2 separate regions of the Xenopus tropicalis genome follow, and region 2 is linked to region 1. Evidence: chromatin contacts called from public Hi-C data. All regions are on one chromosome and are shown on one strand. Each heading gives the region's core, a stretch centred on a gene start, on an enhancer-like site or on the middle of the called end of the contact. The rest is flanking DNA. Distances are from core to core; before and after follow the strand shown. Region 1 holds the start of znf598 (zinc finger protein 598). Region 2 holds the start of nthl1 (nth-like DNA glycosylase 1).

Region 1 (4,953 bases), core at 1,835-4,334:
ACTTGATTTACCAACAAATCTAATCTAATCAATAGCCTGTTAAACATTCCATTACCTTCCATATCTGGCGGTTAATCATTCTCATAAAAGAATTCCTTTATAGCCCACATTATCCACACTGTTAGAGTAAAATTCAGCTGATGGCTTATTGACAATGCTGGGCCAAAATGAATTATCTGTTGTGACAACAACCAATACAGCTGAATTACATCAACTCAGCACCTAATAAGCCTCTGTACTTTGTTGGGTTTAACAAAAAGCACAGTCATCGGCTGGACATTTAGGCCTCTAGATACAGCTTTAGGCTCTACTAGCCAACCTGGAGACAGATAGGGCTGCACTTCTGTAATCAACCTGTTGGACAACTGACCAGATCAGTACAATTGGATATGCGATTATGCATTCGACCAGCTACCCCAATAGTCAGCCTGTTGCCAACTTTACCAACAAGCCTGCAGATTCGGCCATGTATTAAAACACATCATTTGTGGCACAAGGTGACAACGCGAGGTTGGCCTCCCCCTACAAGGAAGAGCTTTCACAGAACGTAAAATTATGCCACAAAATGTGGACACCCATAAAGGTTAACAACAGTACAAAAGGTCAATTCCTATAAGAGCAAGGAAACCTGCAATGAGAATTTCAATCCTCGATAACTGCAACTGAATTCAGTCTCTTCTGAATGTAGGGATGTGCTTACTGACAGTAACTAATTCTAAAACGGGGACATGGATTTGGGGGTGTTATACCTATGGAGACTAGATGACGCACCCCATAAAATGCCAGTGGTTATTACCAGTACGGATTCCTTATCTAATTTTCTAAACGCAGCAACAGACTAACCTATTGTACTGCCAGAAGGACTCCTGGTATGAGTCAGAACACACAAATGCCAACAGGTTACGCAAGGTGAAGTCATACATGCAGCCTTGTCCCTCGGCCATTAGATCAGCATGACCCAATCCCTACAATAGTTCCTTTCACTGAAGGGAAACATGTAACTGCATATAATTCATATTGTGTTTCTTACATTGGAAAAATATTACTTTTTCTCTTTGCCAAACTCCAAGAGCAAGTATGAGCACATTAAAGAAACAATCATTTTTAGGGCAAGACCAAAATCAGCTTTTTGAAGGGCGGCTCAAAAACAGCACATATTTTTCACCCGCATCAGTTAGAAGGCATGCGAACAGCACCATCATCACAAGCCTATAAAGACTGTCAATTAATAATCCATTGTGGTTATGGCAGCATAGTGAGGGATAATCATGCTACATTATACAGAGATTTCAGCTGGCGACTCAGGTCCTTTAGACCGATTCCACAGCTTATCTGCCCATGAATGGGCACCCCCGAAGGGCCTACCCGACCGATATCTGTCGTAAAGTTGGGCAGGTTTGATCTTCTGTCAGATTCAATGGGGTTCTCAGCCCAGCGGCCCATATGCCTGCCGTTTTAATTAAGTAAAAAAAAAAAAAGGGTATCCCATGTGCCAAATCATAGCACTTACATATTCAAGGTGTTTTGGGATAAAACTCACACAAGGAGGATCTCTATTGGAAACAGGAGTTGAGAGGGAAAAAAAACAAGACATATTGCTATAATGTAGTTCATGCTCATTAAGGAAAAGTAAACTCACTTGGAGGCGTCGAGCGGTTAAGGTGGCCATACACGCACCAATAATATTGTACGAAACCTCGTTTCGTACGATATTCGGTGTGTGTATGGTATGTCGGCGAGTCGACCGATATCGCAGGAAGCTGCTGATATCGGCCGACTCGCCGATCGGACCAGTTTGAAAATCTATCTTCAGCGCTGAATCGGCAGAAGGAGGTAGAAATCCTATTGTTTCTACCTCCTTATCTGCCGATTCAGCCCTGAATGGTGTGTGGCGGATCTGACGATGTTTCGTGCGACCATCGCCACGTGTATGGCCAGCTTTAGGCACACACCCAGGGTACTCTGAGCTGAGACCTTTTGCTTCCTAAGCTTGGAACTTTGGAAGAAGTTGGCAGAACTGAGCAAGCAGTACTCCAAATGAAGGCATTTAAAGATAAGCACCAGCTAAGAGTGACATATTAGGTTACATATTAGGTTGCCTTTAATGAGCTAAAAACTCACCTTATCGAGTTCTTCCCTGCACACAGCGCAGTACTTCTGCTCGCACAGGACCCGCATTTTAGTCGAACAGCGGTAGCAGATAGGGTGATCACATTTTCCCACGGCATAAATGTCCAGGTCTTGACAGCACAGCACACAACTTCGCTCCAAGTCCACGGTTTTCCCCACCTTGGAAGCCATAGTTACCGGGGGGGAGGAAGGTGGAAAGAAAAGCCACAAAGAAGAGCGGGTATGCAAGGGGGACAAGTGGGCAAAGTGAAGGGCAACTATGGCACTGGCATAGGGAGGTGGGTAGAGTAGGTCAGGGAAGACAGGAGGTGATTATATATATATATATGCTTGGTGGGGAAAACAGTCACCAAATGGTGGAGGGAAGCTTTTGAAGAGGAAGGTGATATGGGAGGGGCCTTAGAAAGTTAGTGGGGGCAAGGCCTTGTCAGTGTTATGGGGGGAGCTGTAAAAAGGCAAAACCTTAGGAAAGAAAGAGGGGGCAGGAAAAGAGACAGACAGGTGATATGAAAGAGCAAAGGACTGGGAGCACAGGGTGGGTGGGTAGGTAGGTAGGCGAGTGGGTAGGTAGGTGAGTAGGTAGGTGGGTGGATGGGTGAGTAGGTAGGTGGGTGGGTGGGTGGGTAGGTAGGTAGGTGAGTAGGTAGGTGGATGGGTAGGTAGGTGGGTGGGTAGGTAGATGGGTAGGTAGTTGGGTGGGGGCAGAAAGCTGGGGGCAATCTGAGAGAGGCTTAGGGCAGGGAGGGGCAGGAGAGACAAGGATAAGGAAAGTGAGGCCTGACAGCAGAGGGAATGGCGCCCTGCACAAGTGTAAGTAGAACCAATAAACCCAATGGGCCCGGTGACAGGGCCAAGTCCAGTCAGGCTCCGCAGTAACTACGCCCCGCACAGAGGGAAGCGGTATTGCGCAGAGGAATGGCGCTTTGTTCGGGCCGCCGGTTTCCGTGGGGAGGAGCTGGATCTCCTCGGTTCCACAGCTTTCCTCCCTAGCCACACCGCCGGCCCACGTTACCGGCAGAGGGAAACGTCACTGTTCTGACGCATCTTCCCGGAAGTTGGCCGTCGAGTGAGTTGCGCCTGTGCGTTCTGTCTGGCGGCTGGAGGACCCAACTCGCTTGTTCGTTGCTCCCCATTGGTTCTGCGCACCGCGTCATCCGAATATTCCGTTCCACCAATGGGCAATGATTGGCGGCCGGCTATTTGGCAATTGCGACTCCCAGCATCCCCTGCGTTGGGATGAGGTGGACTTTCCCGCCCACAGAATTGCAGCGTGTTATTTGTGACTGAGGGATGGACTGAGAGCACAGTAGTGGTGCCTAGGGACAGTCCACCCTCATTTTTTTAGCCTACCTTCTATGTTAAAAGGAAACTAGTTCCCTGAACGTTCTCTATATAAAATATTCTTCTGTTGTGTAGTTGGTTAATGCCATAGTGTTTAAAGTCTATTAAATTCCTTTGGTCATGTGTTGACATGTCTGAACAGCCTACATTATATCAGCCAATGAATGGACAGAAATGTGACTTACACTCTTATTGACTTCCTGTCATGTGATTAGTGCCTGACAGAACATCACAAAATGGTGACTGAAGTGAAAAATTGTAAAAGAGCAATAATTATTGATGTGTACTTCCCAGTCTGATAAAATTGTTTGATAGTTTTCCTTTAATGACGCTGCTGAGAAGCTCTTTTGGGCAGGGCTCTCTTCCCCTCTTGTATCGGTTACTGATTGCTTTATATGTTACTCTGTATGTCCAATGTATGTAACCCACTTATTGTACAGCGCTGCGGGATATGTTGGCGCTTTATAAATAAATGGTAATAATAACTAGAGAGGTACATTTCCTGAAGAAAATGTGAGTGGTGCTTGCCGCGGCAAAACTTCTGCCCCAATATTACAATGTTTCCTTCAGTTCTCTGTGACAGTTGCCCTTGCTGGGGCAATTAACCGCCCACCCCTCAGAAAAGTCATAGCACCCCATTCCCGAATAAGCTGCACGGTTTGACACCTCATTCATGGGTCTACGACAAACTAGTTATTTGCCAAAATCCCCATTATAAGTCAATGGGGCAAATTTGGGGACCTCTCTTGCCCTGGGGGTAAAACTTATACCCTTGTGCGGGGTATCTTCTGATACAGGTTGCTAACCTCTTCAAATGTGGTAAATTTCACGTTTCTAAAAAATTCCCTCTCTGCGCTACAATCTGTCAAAGTTGGCCTCAATGTTAAGTCAATGGGATTTTTGGCCCCGTTAATTGCCCCCTGTGGGGGCAATTAACCGCCCACCCCTCAGAAAAGTCATAGCACCCCATTCCCGAATAAGCCGCACGGTTTGACACCTCATTCATGGGTCTACGACAAACTAGTTATTTGCCAAAATCCCCATTATAAGTCTGTGGGGCAAATTTGGGGACCTCTCTTGCCCTGGGGGTAAAACTTATACCCTTGTGCAGGGTATCTTCTGACACAGGTTGCTAACCTCTTCAAATGTGGTAAATTTCACGTATCTAAAAAATTCCCTCTCTGCGCTACAATCTGTCAAAGTTGGCCCCAATGTTAAGTCTATGGGATTTTTGGGCCGGTTAATTGCCCCCTGCGGGGCAATGTTTCCTTCAGTTCTCTGTGACAATTGCCCTTGCTGGGCAAACGGTGCGGGACTCAGTCAAAGTTGGTCTCAATGATAAGTCTATGGGCGGATAACTGCCCACCCCTTAGAAAAGTCATAGCACCCCATTCCCAAATAGGCCGCACGATTAAGAAGAAAAATAAGCCTGTGAGATAACAATGCTTCGCAAGCACCACTAATAATAAAAGCAATATTTTC
Region 2 (5,513 bases), core at 499-2,998, 190 kb after region 1:
CTACTGCTCATAACCTCTCACGCTCCCCCCATTCTTACACTCTGGCTATACATGCTACAGGCCACTGTTCAGGAAACTGCAGCCCTTCAGTTCCCATCATGCTCAGTGGTTCCCATCATGCTCAGTGGTTCCCATCATGCTCAGGGAAGTGTGCCCCCTTTTGCAGACTAAACACCTTTATCCATGGAGCAGCTTTACCTCTGGGGCAGCATTCTGATCATAGCACTTCTCCGCTCCCATCTGATCCACCGGCGCATCCCTTCTGCTTCTCATCTGCCGTATGTTCTCCAGATGTTGCGCCCAGTTCTTTGGTTGCCATTTTGGCCTTTTAGCTACAGTCTCGCTTGCTGCCTGCTCGTATTCCACACTAACTCTCCTCTTTGATCGCTCTTTGGGGGAACTCGGCTTCTCATCTTCACTGTCATCTGCAACACAGGGCCTGTTACACTCATGTCTAACCTCTGGCGCCTCTCACATCACAGGGCTGCATTCTGGGAGCTGTAGTTTAACAGCAGCACAGCTTGCCATTGGGAACCCATCACTGACGTTTTAGGAATGTGCTGAATGTGTAAGGCAACTCATCAGTCTAAGCAGAAAGGAAGATAATAGGGCACGTGTATGTCCACAAGTGCAGTGAGCAAAGCGCAATTTTGAGCACAAATGCCATATTTTATTTTCCCGAGTGGCGCCAAGTGCAACTATACAGAAGGGCAAGGAGCACTAAAGGAACTTGCACCAAAATGTGCTTGAGTTCCTTTAAAGGGGTTGTTTACCTTTGGGTTAACTTTTAGAGAGTGAGATTCTGACACAATTTGCAGTTGGTCTTCATTTTTTGTTCTTAGCAGTTTTTTAATGATTTCAATTTTTGTTCTGCAGCTTCCCAGTTAGCAGTTTCAGCAGCCAACTGGTTGCTAGGTTCCAAATTACCTTAGCAATCAGGTAGTGGTTTGAACGAGAGACTGGTATATGAATAGGAGTGGGACTGAATAGGAAAGTAAAAAAAAATAAATAATAAAGACCAGCTGAAACGTTGCTTAGAATTGGCCATTCTATAACATACTAAACGTTAATGTAAATGTGAACCCTCCATAATGAAGATGGTTTTGTGCCCAACTGACTACAGGGAAAGTGCAGGGACCGCAGCTGCATTAATGGACATACATGAGTCTCAATATGTGAAATAAATTCAGTTTTTATCCCAAAGTAAAGGAGCAACACACTGACTAGCCTGGAGCAGCTGTTGGATCAAACAGGAGAAACCTCTACCTGTTTCATTTCATTCACCTGTTTTATTTACCTATAAAATCCCCACACAGGGCTAAGTGCCAGGCACCCCCAGAAGAGTAGTTTGGGGGGGAGGGGGGCTGGTTCTGCCGCTGGTTTAGTCCTTGCAGGTTCAATGCACAATAATATTAATAATAAGTACAGAGGGGGGGTATTATACAACTCCCTGCACCGCCCACACAAGCTACTGGGACTGTTTAGGGGACCCTCTGCCCAACGTGGTCTCTGCCCCCGCCTAAAGGCCTACAGTGCCGGTAGGTAGATCAGGGGAGGGGTTACTTGTACTAAACTAATGGCTTGTCCCGAAGAGCTTACACTCTTTCAATGGCCACCACGCTTCCACCCCTACTCACCAATGACTTGCCCCTTGCTGGTCCCATCCTGCTGATCCTTGCCCCCCACTGCCTTAAGTACTCCCCTCCTTCCCCTCCTTCCCAGCGGCCGGAGACTGCCACTCATGTCAAGCCCATCCGTGCCCCAATCGCCTCCTTAGAACTACATTTCCCACAATGCAGCGCGACCGGACATTCCGGGTTGTACTGAGCAACTTGTGATTGGCCGTGCGGTGGGCGGTGCTAGCTGTCCGGGGGCGTGTCTGGCAGGCCCAGAAAGCGGAGGCCCAAAGCGAATAGAGTGCTGGCCATGGGTGAGGGGTTGGTTTGGTTGTAGGGGCAGAAGGAGGGCACGCTGGGAGCCACTGGCGGGTAAGAATTGGTTTCTATTTGTGCAGCTGCTGCCATTCCTGTCACTATAGTATTGTGTGTGCACTTGGCACTGTGGCACTAACATAGTGGGAAATAGCTGCTCCCTGGCCATTGGCAGCTCCGTGTGGCTGCAGCCAAGGGGCGACCCCTAGTTCAGTCTGTGGGGCATTGCTTGGGCAGCTGTGGGGTAAAAGCGGCGCCTCAGTAACTTCCATTGCTTCTCCCCACCTTCTATTCTGCCTTTACCCGGGCAGCCTACTGCATCTGCTCAGGGCCATTACCCCATAAACACATTACTCATGGATAGAGAGTTAAATAGTAAACCAAGCAATAAGCAGGGGGGGGGGCAGTATCTGGGGGCATTATATGCCTTACTACACAAAGTCTATTATACATCTTCATTTAAAGGGGAACTCCACCTAGGCCCCGCCCCCTGTTCTCCTGCTGATCTGACTGACAACTTTCACATGTAACAGTAGTCGCCTGTCCTCCTTCAGCCTTCAGCCTGCACCCTCCCAATCCCACAATCCCCTGCACACGGGATGTCAATAAGGAAAGGAACATCACAGTGCAATGCATTGTGGGATATGTAGTTCCTGCATGCTGTCTGTAAGCTTTGCAATAGTTGGTACAATATGTAACGTCAGTGTTTTAGTCCCTCTTTCCCTGCCAGGATTTCAAATGGTGCAGAAAGAGAAGAGCTGTTTTTTTTTTTAGCATAAAAAACACCGATACAGTGATATCGTACAGATACAGTGGGGCTCTCCCTCCCATAAAAACAAAGATACCTTCTAGTGAGGGGCCTGTTGTTTATGATAAATATAATGTAAATATGGAGGTTCTGTAAAGCAGATGTAACAATGTGGGCAGCCGTAATTGCTGATAAAGTCTCTCTGCCAATTTGAGAAGGTAGATTGGCCAATATATATAGGAATGTGTTGCTCCTAAGATGCATATGGGTTAATTAAGAAGTACATTTCTGCTGAATTTGGATAAATCTGTAGGTTTCGGATTGGCATAGGCTAAAGGGCTCTTTTACTGGCGATGGGGCAAAGTGCAATACACAGGCCATGATATTTGCACCTTGTCGCATAGTCAGTGCCTATTGCTGGGGGACATTGGGCTTTGGTATTTACACTTGCACTTTAGACTGCACTGTATTTATGTTGGGCGAGGGGAGGCAGGTATGCAGGCCCCTACCCATCCAGTAACTTAGGGATTATTCAGATGTGCACATAAGGGGTGCGGAGGTGAAAGGACAGGGTTGCCTGGCACCCCCTAAACTTTGCAGTGGGCTGAATTTGAATCCGGTACAAGCTGCAGCGTGAGGGTCTGCCCCAGGCGCAGGTACTTTCTGAATGAGCAGTAAGGGTTGAAAATATGCCTCCATACCATTGACATCGGTTATTTAATTTATCTGACAAAATTGGCGAAGACTGACATTCCTGGCTGCTTCCGACTGTTTGTTTTTTTTTTACTGACAAGATGTATTGAATTTCCCAGTAGAACAATATGAAAGCAATAAATTGAGATGACAAATGAATGACTTGAGCGTTCCAGTCATTTTGAAAAGTTAAGAAAAAAAAAAGTAAAGAAAAGTAGAAAAAGAAAAAAATATATATAAAATAACATGGTAACTGTATATACAAGAAGTATTTAATGACAGGGGTATAATGTTGATTCTATACCAGATATTTATATAGGATACCAGAAGCAGGTTCATATTTTAATGCTTCCATGAGGGTACCCCGCGTGTAATGCTGGAAAGGGGGTTCCTGTTCATAGGCTGTACATGGGAGCCATACCTTGTCATAAGCTGCCATATTGTTTCCTAATAGGTAAGTCAGTTTCTCATTAGCGGCTATTTTGATGCCTTTAGCCTTCAGCAGTGGCAGCGTGGGGTTTGTTTCCCAGTTGCTAGCTATTGGCAATCTTGCTGACATTAGTATGTGTTGGCTTAAGCTGTGTGCTGGGTTGTTCAGTTTCTTAGGGTGTTTTTTCCCAGTAATGGCACAAAGGCATCCTTTTCATCCCACTGTTTTTTAATCCATGGCTGGGCTGCTGTCAGTTTTTTTTCTTATGCAAAATCTCTCCCCCCTCTCCAAAAATAACGCTGCTTTGGCTTTTTGGCTTCCACTTGGTGAAGCCAATGCCAGAGTCTGGGAACCCATGGATTGCACAGATCTCTTGATGTAAACGTATTACCAGACAGTTCTTTTCTTTAAAGCGGTGGTTCACCTTTCAGTTAACTTTAAGTATGTTATAGAATTCCAATTTCAAGCAACCTTTCAACTGGTCTTTATTATTTATATTTATAGTTTAAATTATTTGCTTTCTTCTTTCCAATGTTCAAAAGGGGGTCACTGTAGCTCTGTGAGGCTACGGTTTTATTGTCATTGCTACTTTTTATTAGTTTTCTTTTTGTTTACGTCCTCTCCTATAAATGCATCAGTATCTCATTCAAACAAATGCCTGGTCGTTATTGTAATTTGGACCCTAGCAACCAGATAACTGCTAAAATTCCAAACTGGAGAGTTGCTAAACAAACAGTGAAATCATTACAAAACCACAAACCAAAAAAAAAAAATAAAGACCAATAGCAAATTGTCTTAGAGTGTTGTTTTCTACTAAAAGTTAACTCAAAGGTGAACAACCCCTTTAATATGATAGTAAGAATGGAAGGTGAGCAGGGATAAACTCTGTATGGATGGGGATTCTGTTGTATCTGTAATGGGTATATATAATCTCCTGCAACAAGTATATTGTTACTGTCATGGCACGTTATGCAGGTCTGGACAATATTTAGCCTATTCACTGTTTGTGCACTGCTTTGTGCATCTGTACATCTAAAATGTCATCCCCTAGTTAATGAATAACAGTGCAGTATAATGGTGCTGTGTATCCGGCCTTTTAGTAAGTCACCAAACCATATCTGATTTTTTTTCTAATTTAGATTCAACACAGGTCCGACACTATTCCGTGCATAGTGTGCGCTCTGCTGTGTATCGTGTCAGGGAATAGTTTCTCTGTTGCACAGGCTCTGCCCATGGACAGATAAGAGAATACACATGGGCATTAAAGCAAAACACAAACTGCCCTGTGCATTCTTCTGTCTGTCAGAGCTCACAGGGGCAAATTTAGTCCCGTCACCCAGAAGAACAGAAAGCACACTCGGCACGGACAAGTGACAGACCTCTGGTGAGCTTACAGTACTCTTAAAGTTTGCAATTTAAATCAAGAATCCAGTGCGGCCATTACCTTAGAAATGTCACTGTCACTTTAATCCTTGTGTTTTCACTTGCACAGGCCGACTCGTTGCTGCAATAATGGCCAAGCAGATGGGTAAAGATCCTGGCCTGAAGGAAAAGGTGAAAATGCTATTGGGATTGGTGCCTGCACGAGTTAAAACCAAGCCTTCAGAGTGGAAACATCCGGAATATGTCATTACTGCAGATTTAATGAAGGTAATTTGAAAGTGGTGCTGCCTTTAGGGGGAATTCTTGTGCAGAATAGTTGTCACTGTAG

What was found. Hi-C and Micro-C count contacts between places; a contact is called where the count stands out from the background.
Region 2: a Hi-C map of brain shows a contact between it and region 1, with 4 times the contacts expected there. The contact joins the promoter of nthl1 here to the promoter of znf598 in region 1. A contact is called at or near these places in 3 of 5 Hi-C or Micro-C datasets (brain, neurula embryo and tailbud embryo).

The regions. Positions count from the first base shown.
Region 1 is chr9:18,752,704-18,757,656 of UCB_Xtro_10.0, forward strand. It overlaps znf598 (zinc finger protein 598), which reads right to left and starts at 3,085. Exons shown (of 12, transcript NM_001126071.1): 1 at 2,122-3,085. The coding sequence starts at 2,301.
Region 2 is chr9:18,942,648-18,948,160 of UCB_Xtro_10.0, forward strand. nthl1 (nth-like DNA glycosylase 1) reads right to left here and starts at 1,749. Exons shown (of 6, transcript NM_001044419.1): 1 at 1,638-1,749; 2 at 199-425. The coding sequence starts at 1,743. It overlaps tsc2 (TSC complex subunit 2), which reads left to right and starts at 1,870. Exons shown (of 40, transcript NM_001130323.1): 1 at 1,870-1,988; 2 at 5,295-5,452. The coding sequence starts at 5,315.